Linked DNA regions of Gossypium hirsutum: region 1 is linked to region 2. Evidence: chromatin contacts called from public Hi-C data. All regions are on one chromosome and are shown on one strand. Each heading gives the region's core, a stretch centred on a gene start, on an enhancer-like site or on the middle of the called end of the contact. The rest is flanking DNA. Distances are from core to core; before and after follow the strand shown.

Region 1 (4,291 bases), core at 1,675-4,174, 140 kb before region 2:
CACACACGCACACAGAACAGCAAGTTTACATCACTAATTGGGCATGAAGCTCATTTTCAGCTGGCTGATGGAAGGAAGACCCTAATTAGTTCCTTTACAGTCACTCTTTTCCTGCAAGTTGGGCATTTTCCCTGGGCTGCTATTGCAGCGTTGATGCATGCCTTGCAGGAAATGTGCCCACATCTTGTTGACATCTCCTCATTTAATGAACCCATACAAATCGGACAATTGAAGGTTGGCTCCTTGGGAAGTGGCTGGGGCTTTGTAATTTCCTTGACCTGCCAATCAATTAGTTAGTGACTTTTATTCATAACTTCAACAAAAAGCCAGAGGTGCCACTGCATGAGAGCATTTGAATGGACAAAAAGTTGGGAGATGTCCAGTCAAAATGTCTTAGATCTGATGACCAGAAACATATGTGCACCCTATCCTTGAAAGTATCTGCCTTGAATCTTTTGTAAGCACTAAGAAATAAGTTCTTACCATAGACTGCGGTGAACTCTCCAAATTGATATACCGATCACAATTGATAACTACTGGGGACGGAGGAAGTCTCCGGCACCTGTTCAGGTTATTATTAGTTGACCGAGCAAGCCGCCCTGGAAGGAGAGAGATGTGAGCTGCAACAACTTCAAATACCTAGTAATCTAGGGTCCAACACTTCAACTACAAAAGAATAAATAAAGTAAATAAAGAACCACCATTCTCTAAGTTGATTGACCTATCCAGTGACAAGAAACATAAAACTGGAGTAGATCAGTTCGCTGCGAAATAACATTTACCTCACTTGAGGAAAAGGTTTGTTTTATTCTAGTGCTTGAGCCATCAGTAAACAGTACAACCCACTTCACAGGCCCCGATTAAGGGCAAACAGCTCAGAGACACGTGTATATTCTATAATCCCCTTAACAAACTAATATAGACTATAAAGTTATCAAAAATTAGTAGAATATAGTTCTAAATCTAAAGCAATCACACCAAAAATATGTTCTGAGAACTCGAGGACATACGAAACAAAGTTTTAATACAATTCTCAGAAGTATATAAAGAAAAAATTGATCAGTTTCTTCTATTGAGTTATGAGGCACATGATGTCAACTAGATTTCCACTTGGATTAAAGACATGTTTGGTTAATAGATTGTGATTGCTTTGCTTGTAATTGTCATTTCTGAATAGAATACATCCAGGTTCCTTCCGTATTCCCATTAATCTTTTATTATTATTATTATTATTATTTGGTATTTTATCACCCAAAAAAAACACACGAAAATCCCTTATGATCAACAAGTTAAAGGGTAGTCTTCAGTTTCCCTAAGGACCCTCTAACTCATAAAAATAATTAATCACCTAAATCATGTCAGAAATCAAATCATTATGGGCGTCAATAATATAACTAAAAAGGAATCTTTTGATGTCGAGCAGATATATAGAACAAGGTTCTTTTATGCAACATGCTTACGGCAATGCAGGTAGCAGATGATGAAAAAGAAAATATTAGACACACCCTTCCCTAATAAATTTAGCTACCTGAATCTACGTCAACAACAGTCCTTCCACGGCTTCTCCTAGAATTGTTTTTAGCCTGACATAAAACCCCAAGAAAATTAATAACAGTCGACATAATGCAAATGAATCCATAAAGACAAGTTTAATGTACAGTTAATGTGAAAACAAAATACTATTGAACAAGAACTGCATACCGCTGCGAATGCTATAGCAGAAGATTCAATTACATCATCATCAATAGCTTCAACATCAATAGTTGCAGGTGGTGGAGGCTGTACGGGTTGAGCAGTCAGTTGCTCAGATCCAGCCTGCTGCGAAGTACCCTCCTGTTCCCTGATTTCAGTGGGAGGAACATTGAGATCCAGGAGTGCCTTCCTTCGTCGATACCCTCTAAGAGAAGGCCCCCTCACTTCTATTGTGCTCATGTTCGGCTTAATATTTTTCCTAAGTGCTATTCAAATATGCAGCCTCAACAATACCTAAAAACAATCACCTTGAACTTCCACATCAAGTTTTCACTAAAACCAATAAATTCTTTCACCCGATTGAAGCACGAGAAAAGTAACACTTGAAAAGTATAAGAAACTCACAAATACTTGGTTCAATCTCGACAGTAACAAAAAAAAAACTCATGATTTAGAACTCAAAAAGATCCAGAAAATGAGCAGACAGACACTTAATTCTTCTAAATTCTTAATTTGAAAAAAATGAAAGAGTAATATGCAAATAGTAATTTGAATAATATTTTAGCAAAAAAGATATCTTTTTTTTTCTTTCTCAAGCTTGCTTCCTTAATGATCCAAACAGCACCATATGAGTGAACAACTGATTTCCATATTTCCAGCTTGATATTGTTGATTAAATTAATTTATTTTAAAGAAGTACGGGATAATGAACAACCACTCGACATAAAATCATTTTTTTTAAATTAGTCAACATTCGAACTAGAACCGATCGGCAGATAAAAACCCGCAACCAATCAATTATAACAAACTGATAATCAAATATAAAATGAACTTTAAAAAATTTAATCAAATTTAATTTAAGAACAATCAAGATTAGAAAAGAAATAATAAAAATATCTCAAATCTCAGCAATTGAACATCAACCAGATCACCGCATTGATTAAAACGAATTGAAAAAAAAATAAAAGAAATTAACAAGAGAAAGTATGAGAGATTAAAAAAATACCTTGAAATCATGGAAAAATGGAATCAATTTTCGAATTATTCCCAAAAGAAAAAAAAAAGAAGAAGAATTGGAAGGAAAAAGAAAATTAAGAATTGGAAGGAAGGAAGGGAGGGAGATGAGGGAAGGTGGAAAACCTTACGAAAATCTTGTGAATTTAGGGTTTTTAAACAGGCAAAAGATTTTAGTGCGAGGGAATGGAAAGGAACTGCTAGTCACAAACCAGGAAATCTTGGTTTCCACGTGGCTTGATCTCTCTGATTCTAATACCTGTCACGTGGTGACTCACATATGCACCACGTGGCTATTTTAAAAATCTTTGTTCATTTTTAAAAGTTAGATTCATCCTAGATTCTCATTCTTAGCAAGTGGCTTAATGTTTATGTGAAACTATGGAATAAAAATTTTAAAAATTTTATATTTTTTATACATTTGTAATTTAATTCTTATTTTAATTTTTAGGAATTTAATTTTTATATTTTTTGAATTTAAAAATTTAATTTAGTTATTATCATTATTAATTTTTTTATTAAATTTATTAGAGTAAAATTTTAAAATTTAAAATATATATTTACTTGATAATTATGTAATAATAATTATAATGTTGAAAATACTAATTAAAATTTTTTTTCCTTAAAATTACTCATTTGAACTTATCATGATAAAATATTTTTTGTTGTTGTTGTTGTGTTCATAAGAAAAATTGACATCAACATTTGATTGACATAATTAACATTATTAATTGTTTAGCCTAACTAATGATATTATAAAATAGAGGAATCAAATTGTATAAAAAATTAAAGCATGTATATATTAAATCTCACATTTCAGTATAATATAGAGACTATTATCTTATAATGGAAAAAAGAAAACAAAGACAAACTCAAAAGAAATGTGAAGCCACTCTATCAATCTCTAAGAGTTTTAAGACATTAAAATTATATATAACAACGTAATATTTTAATAAAAAAATTAACAATATTAATTATTTGAATTAATTAATAAAAAAATTTGAGAATAAGATGATGTGCCCCGTATGTGTTAATAGAAGGAAGATCATTTAGACCTTTTTATATCTATACTATTTGTAAACAATTATCAAAAATTCTCTTATTTGCAAAGTAAGATATATGATTTTGTAAGTGTTTTTTGTTTTTTATATTTTTATAAATAAAAATAAAAATTTAGGCTAAATAGGTCAAATGTGCCAAAAAAAAGTAAATTGATTAAATAGATAGATTTTTTGAAAATTTAGGGAAATAAATCGTTTTTAGAGAAAGTGTAAAAGCGCCCCGCACTGGATGCGTTTTCCTTTAAGTTAAATTACTTTTTTTATATAATTAGCTTCTAGCTAAATAGTTAAATGTTAGTGGTTTTGTTTTTGAGTTTCGAGTTAGATTCTTTTTTCCATTCACATTTGTATTTTTTTATTATCTTATTTTATTCTTACTTTTCTTATTATTCTATTGTTCTTGTCTTTTAATTTGAATTTTTTAATTTAATAAAGAAATAGTCTATTACAAATTGTTGAAAGATTCAATTCGTTAGAATCTAATCCAAGAATAGGAATTATTAGTAAAAATAGAATTTTCGAGA
Region 2 (4,286 bases), core at 1,432-3,931:
TGAAACATACAGAACGAGGAAAGCAATTGAGGACCTCAACCCCGTACAAAACAATATTCTGAAACATGCAAAACCTACCACTTTATTAAGGAGAAATAAGCCTCACTTGCTTGAATCAGGTCCCTGTCAATAGAATGGAAGCAAAGAGAAACCCCCATATGATCACACGACCATTTCAGTCCTCTCCACCCTCTTAGCCATTAAGATAAGTATACCCTTTGATGCAGTGAATCTCTATGCAGTGGCGAAGTCAAAAAAAATTTTTAGGGGCGCCGGATAAAATTTTAATTTTTTATAATTTATATTTTTATAATTTGTAAAAGATTAAATTGAATTTTTATAATTTTAAGGGGGGCTAAAGTGCAATTTTAACTTTACTAATTTAAAATTTTTAAAAAAATTTTAAAGGCCTAAAATGCAATTTTCCATTTTAGGGGGGCCGGGCCCATGCCAGCCCCCCCTGGCTACGCCCCTGTCTCTATGAAAATCTTTACTACTGTGACGGTGGACACATCTCCGATCTGAATCAATAAATACAATGGACACTCAACCAAAACTGAGTTCCCGCAAACTCGAGAAACAAAGTCATAGAGGAACCTGTGGAAATTGAGTCATCAAGAACTCAAAAGAGACACGGGTAGCAGCCACCTGATGCAAATCATGACCAAACTCATAAATACAACATGCCGAAATAGGTGTGATTTTCTCATGCAACTTCAACCAAAAAAAGTTTGATGCTCGGTTTCTAAGAAATTCATTATACAAGAATTCGGTTTTCCCTTTCAAAGGACCCTTTCCAAGATCTTTTCATGGCCGCACAAAGAAGAAGGAAGTTGCAACAAGTACAGTAAAAGTGCTAATCCATAAAAAAACGTTGAAAGCTAGAATGGGGACTAACTTCTCAAAGAAAGCTACAAAGCATGGATTCTAACTAGTGAAACAGCTTTACCAAACAGACATGAAGAGTACCAAATACCCAATACTTTGGATAAGAAAACCAATTCATGCTCCTTGTTCTCGAAAAAGTCAAGCAACAATCTGAAGATATCCCGGACAAAAGTGTAAGGTGCCTGCATTGTAGTTCCTCTCTAAACCACTGTGTTATATTAGATAAGTGAAATCCTCTCAAAACCAAATATAGAGCTCAGCATCATCAATAACTCAAAATCCAAGTCAAACTTTTATCTGTTCAAACTCAGAGCTCTGCCTCTTCACAACTTTGTTCACTCAATTCCCCATTCTTTGCTGCCATCATTTCCATATCCTTCTTAACTTGTTCTCTTCGCACCCTCAACATCTTGGCTCTCTCCCTCCATCCTTCCTCCAGCAACTCAACAAACTTATCCTTTATACCAAGTAACGGATCTTTATCAATCAACTCATCACCCTTATATGCCTCTCTCAGCACTGCAGTCTTGATCCCACCTTTTAGTGACATATAGAATATCCCTGAATGCCTCGTGAATGCACTAGAAAAAGCATTCGAAAACCTGTAGTCATTGGTAAACTTCCCCAATATCGGCACCGGAACCCGCTTCAACAATGACAGGGAAAGCAGCTCATGCAAAACTGCCACCATCCTCTTCTCCATTTCTCGTGAGGCTTGGTCCAAATGTGACACATCCTCATATGGAGAAATATAATCTAACTCCAACCAATCCCTAACCCATTCTCTCATTTCTTTCCTAAGAGAAAACCCCGGTGGTAACTTATAGTTAAAATTCGGCCTAACTCGAATCCCTGTTAAGTGGGATTCCTCTTCTGCTCTTTGCTCGATAACAGATTTAGCGAACTCAGGATTCCACTCAACCAATTCCAGAAACGATTGCCCCTCTCCAGGGGACCCTGTTAACCTAAAGTAATTCGAATACTTGGGCACTAAGTTAACCAAAAAATCATTTGGCAAACCAAATTCCCTCTTCGCATGAACCAATTTATCCACACTAATCACCTTATATCTAGACATCATCAACAACTTACAAAGCTTAGAAACAACCAAGTCCTCATTTTCATCATAAATCCGTTTTTCTTCTTCTAGGAAATTCCTCAGCCTATTACTAGGCCGCAAAAACGGGACAAGATCGGATTTTGGTCTAATCCGATCATAGTATGTATCGAAAAGACCCGGGTTATTGTTAATGAAGGTTTTAACTCTGACATTAAGGCGTAACCTCTCCCGGCTTTTGTCTAAGTAGCGGAGTGGGATGGCTTGACCCGGTTCGTTTAGGACTTCCTTGACGACCCGGGCACAGAGCTTGTATCGTTTATCGTTTTCAATTGCTTTATCTAATGTCCAATCTTTTCTCCAAACAACTTTGAGGCTTGAAATGGGGTTAAATTGGAGGGTGAACTTAGGGTTTAAGAAAGATTTGAAGTTATGCTTAAGGTTGAAAATGGAAGGAAAACTGGTTTGGGATTTGAAGAGAATACCTGGAATAATCATTTGAAAATGGAAGGAAAACTGGTTTGGGATTTGAAGAGAATACCTGGAATAATCATCGAGGGAGAAAGGAAACCCCAAAGCAATTGATCAGACTAAAACATTGAAATGACTCTTGGAATTCTCAGTAGGAAGTTGGGTGCAAAGCAGAATTTGTGAATAGTAGAATTTAGGGTTTAGTGGGTGAAGTAATGAAAACAGTTAACAAGAGGCAAGCCCAATAGGACCAGATGGACTACTCTGAAATGGATAAAGAAAATACGCTTTCTTACCCTAATAATATAAAAATAATAATTTTTTTTCTGAAATAGGATAGAAAAATTATTTAAAAAATAGGCAAAACAGATTGTGTTTCACTGGTGGCATTTTAGCAATCAGTGACATTACCCTAAGAAAATATATTTTTTTTAGTATTGTTTGAGCAATCGACGGAACCAGTATATATTGCCATATTTTTTATGAATATCAAATTAAGAAAATATTTTTTAATGGTAGGGAGTATTAGTTGAAATTTTTAGAATAGATAAATTAAAGAAAAGGAAAAATAAGAAAAAAAGCTGAAAATGTGGAAATTAAGTAAAAAAGGTAACCGATCAATCACGATTTCTGCTTAATTTCCCTTTCTCCTTTTTTTTTATCTGTTGTTATTATTGAATTTTAAACTTATTTTATGTTTAAATTTTTAGTACAAAAGGGGGGGTTTGGTCCCCCGCAACAACCACACGTGGTAAAAAAAAAAGGGAGGGTTAGACAAAAAAATTTGAGTGTTTGTTGGAGGTTTGAGGAGAAAAAATTAAGGATTATTAAGGTGTGTTAACTATTTTTTGTAATATTAAATTTGCAAAAAGAATTATTGTTTATATTTTAGATTAGATTTATGTTAAAGGATTATTAAAATAATATTAGATTAGATTATTATTATTATTAAGGTAATATTATATAATTTTGTTTGAATTATTAGAATTGTGTTAAAAGTAATATTAAGATAGTTTTGGTAGTGTATGTTTTTTTATATTGTAATACTAATTTGTATATTTTAAGATATAACATTCAACATTATATTTTTGTTTGACTTATTATATTTGTGTTAAAAGTAACATTAAGGTAATTTTGGTAGTGTTTTTTTTTTAATTATAATTTGTATATTTTAAGATATAACATTCAACATTATATTTTTGTTTGAATGATTAGATTTGTGTTAAAATTAATATTAAGATTGGTTTGACTAGTGTATATATTTTTTATATTGTAATATTAATTTTTATATTTTTATATTAAGATATAATTTGTATTTAAAAATTGCATATAAAAATTTAATTACAAAAATGGGTTAGGAAAAAAATAGTTTTTGTTATTTGTATATTGTTTATTTGTTTGGTCGACGATTTAATTTTTTATTGTTTCTGTAGATATCAAAATGGGTTCTTTGATAAGAGAACAATCACACAGTAAAGATGATTGATGTGCCGATAAAAAAATGTGTTATTTTTTATTCACGAGTATATATGTAAAGTTGCACGTAATTTTTTTATTTAATTGGAAGATTTTAACTAATGTACTAATTTAATATGGTTAGGGTGAGTATCGCATGCTGAGGGTGCATGTCCATGGTTCGAGCTACTGGTCGGATGAACGATTATGCCCTACGTAAATGTTGTCGGATTTCGACCAACGATATTGATCCGGATGTTTGAGTTGAGGGCAAACATAATCTCCGCATCAGCGCTTAGAGATGCACACATTTTATTTTTCGTGTAGAGAATGCACCATCACACTAGAAGATGTCGCACTGCAACTAGAGCTCCCCGTTGACAGTGATGCGGTCATCAATTCAAGCAAAGTGTTT

What was found. A called contact is a pair of places that touch in the nucleus more often than the background predicts.
Region 1: a Hi-C map of leaf shows a contact between it and region 2, with 1.9 times the contacts expected there. The contact joins the promoter of LOC107955252 here to the promoter of LOC107955249 in region 2. A contact is called at or near these places in 3 of 34 Hi-C or Micro-C datasets (hypocotyl and leaf).

Annotation. Positions count from the first base shown.
Region 1 is chrA07:46,095,683-46,099,973 of Gossypium_hirsutum_v2.1, reverse strand. It overlaps LOC107955252 (E3 ubiquitin-protein ligase RNF4), which reads right to left and starts at 2,924. Exons shown (of 6, transcript XR_001699871.2): 1 at 2,699-2,924; 2 at 1,702-1,986; 3 at 1,529-1,583; 4 at 484-599; 5 at 1-278.
Region 2 is chrA07:45,959,652-45,963,937 of Gossypium_hirsutum_v2.1, reverse strand. It overlaps LOC107955249 (protein WHAT'S THIS FACTOR 1 homolog, chloroplastic), which reads right to left and starts at 2,681. Exons shown (of 1, transcript XM_016890990.2): 1 at 716-2,681. The coding sequence starts at 2,443. The coding sequence ends at 1,196.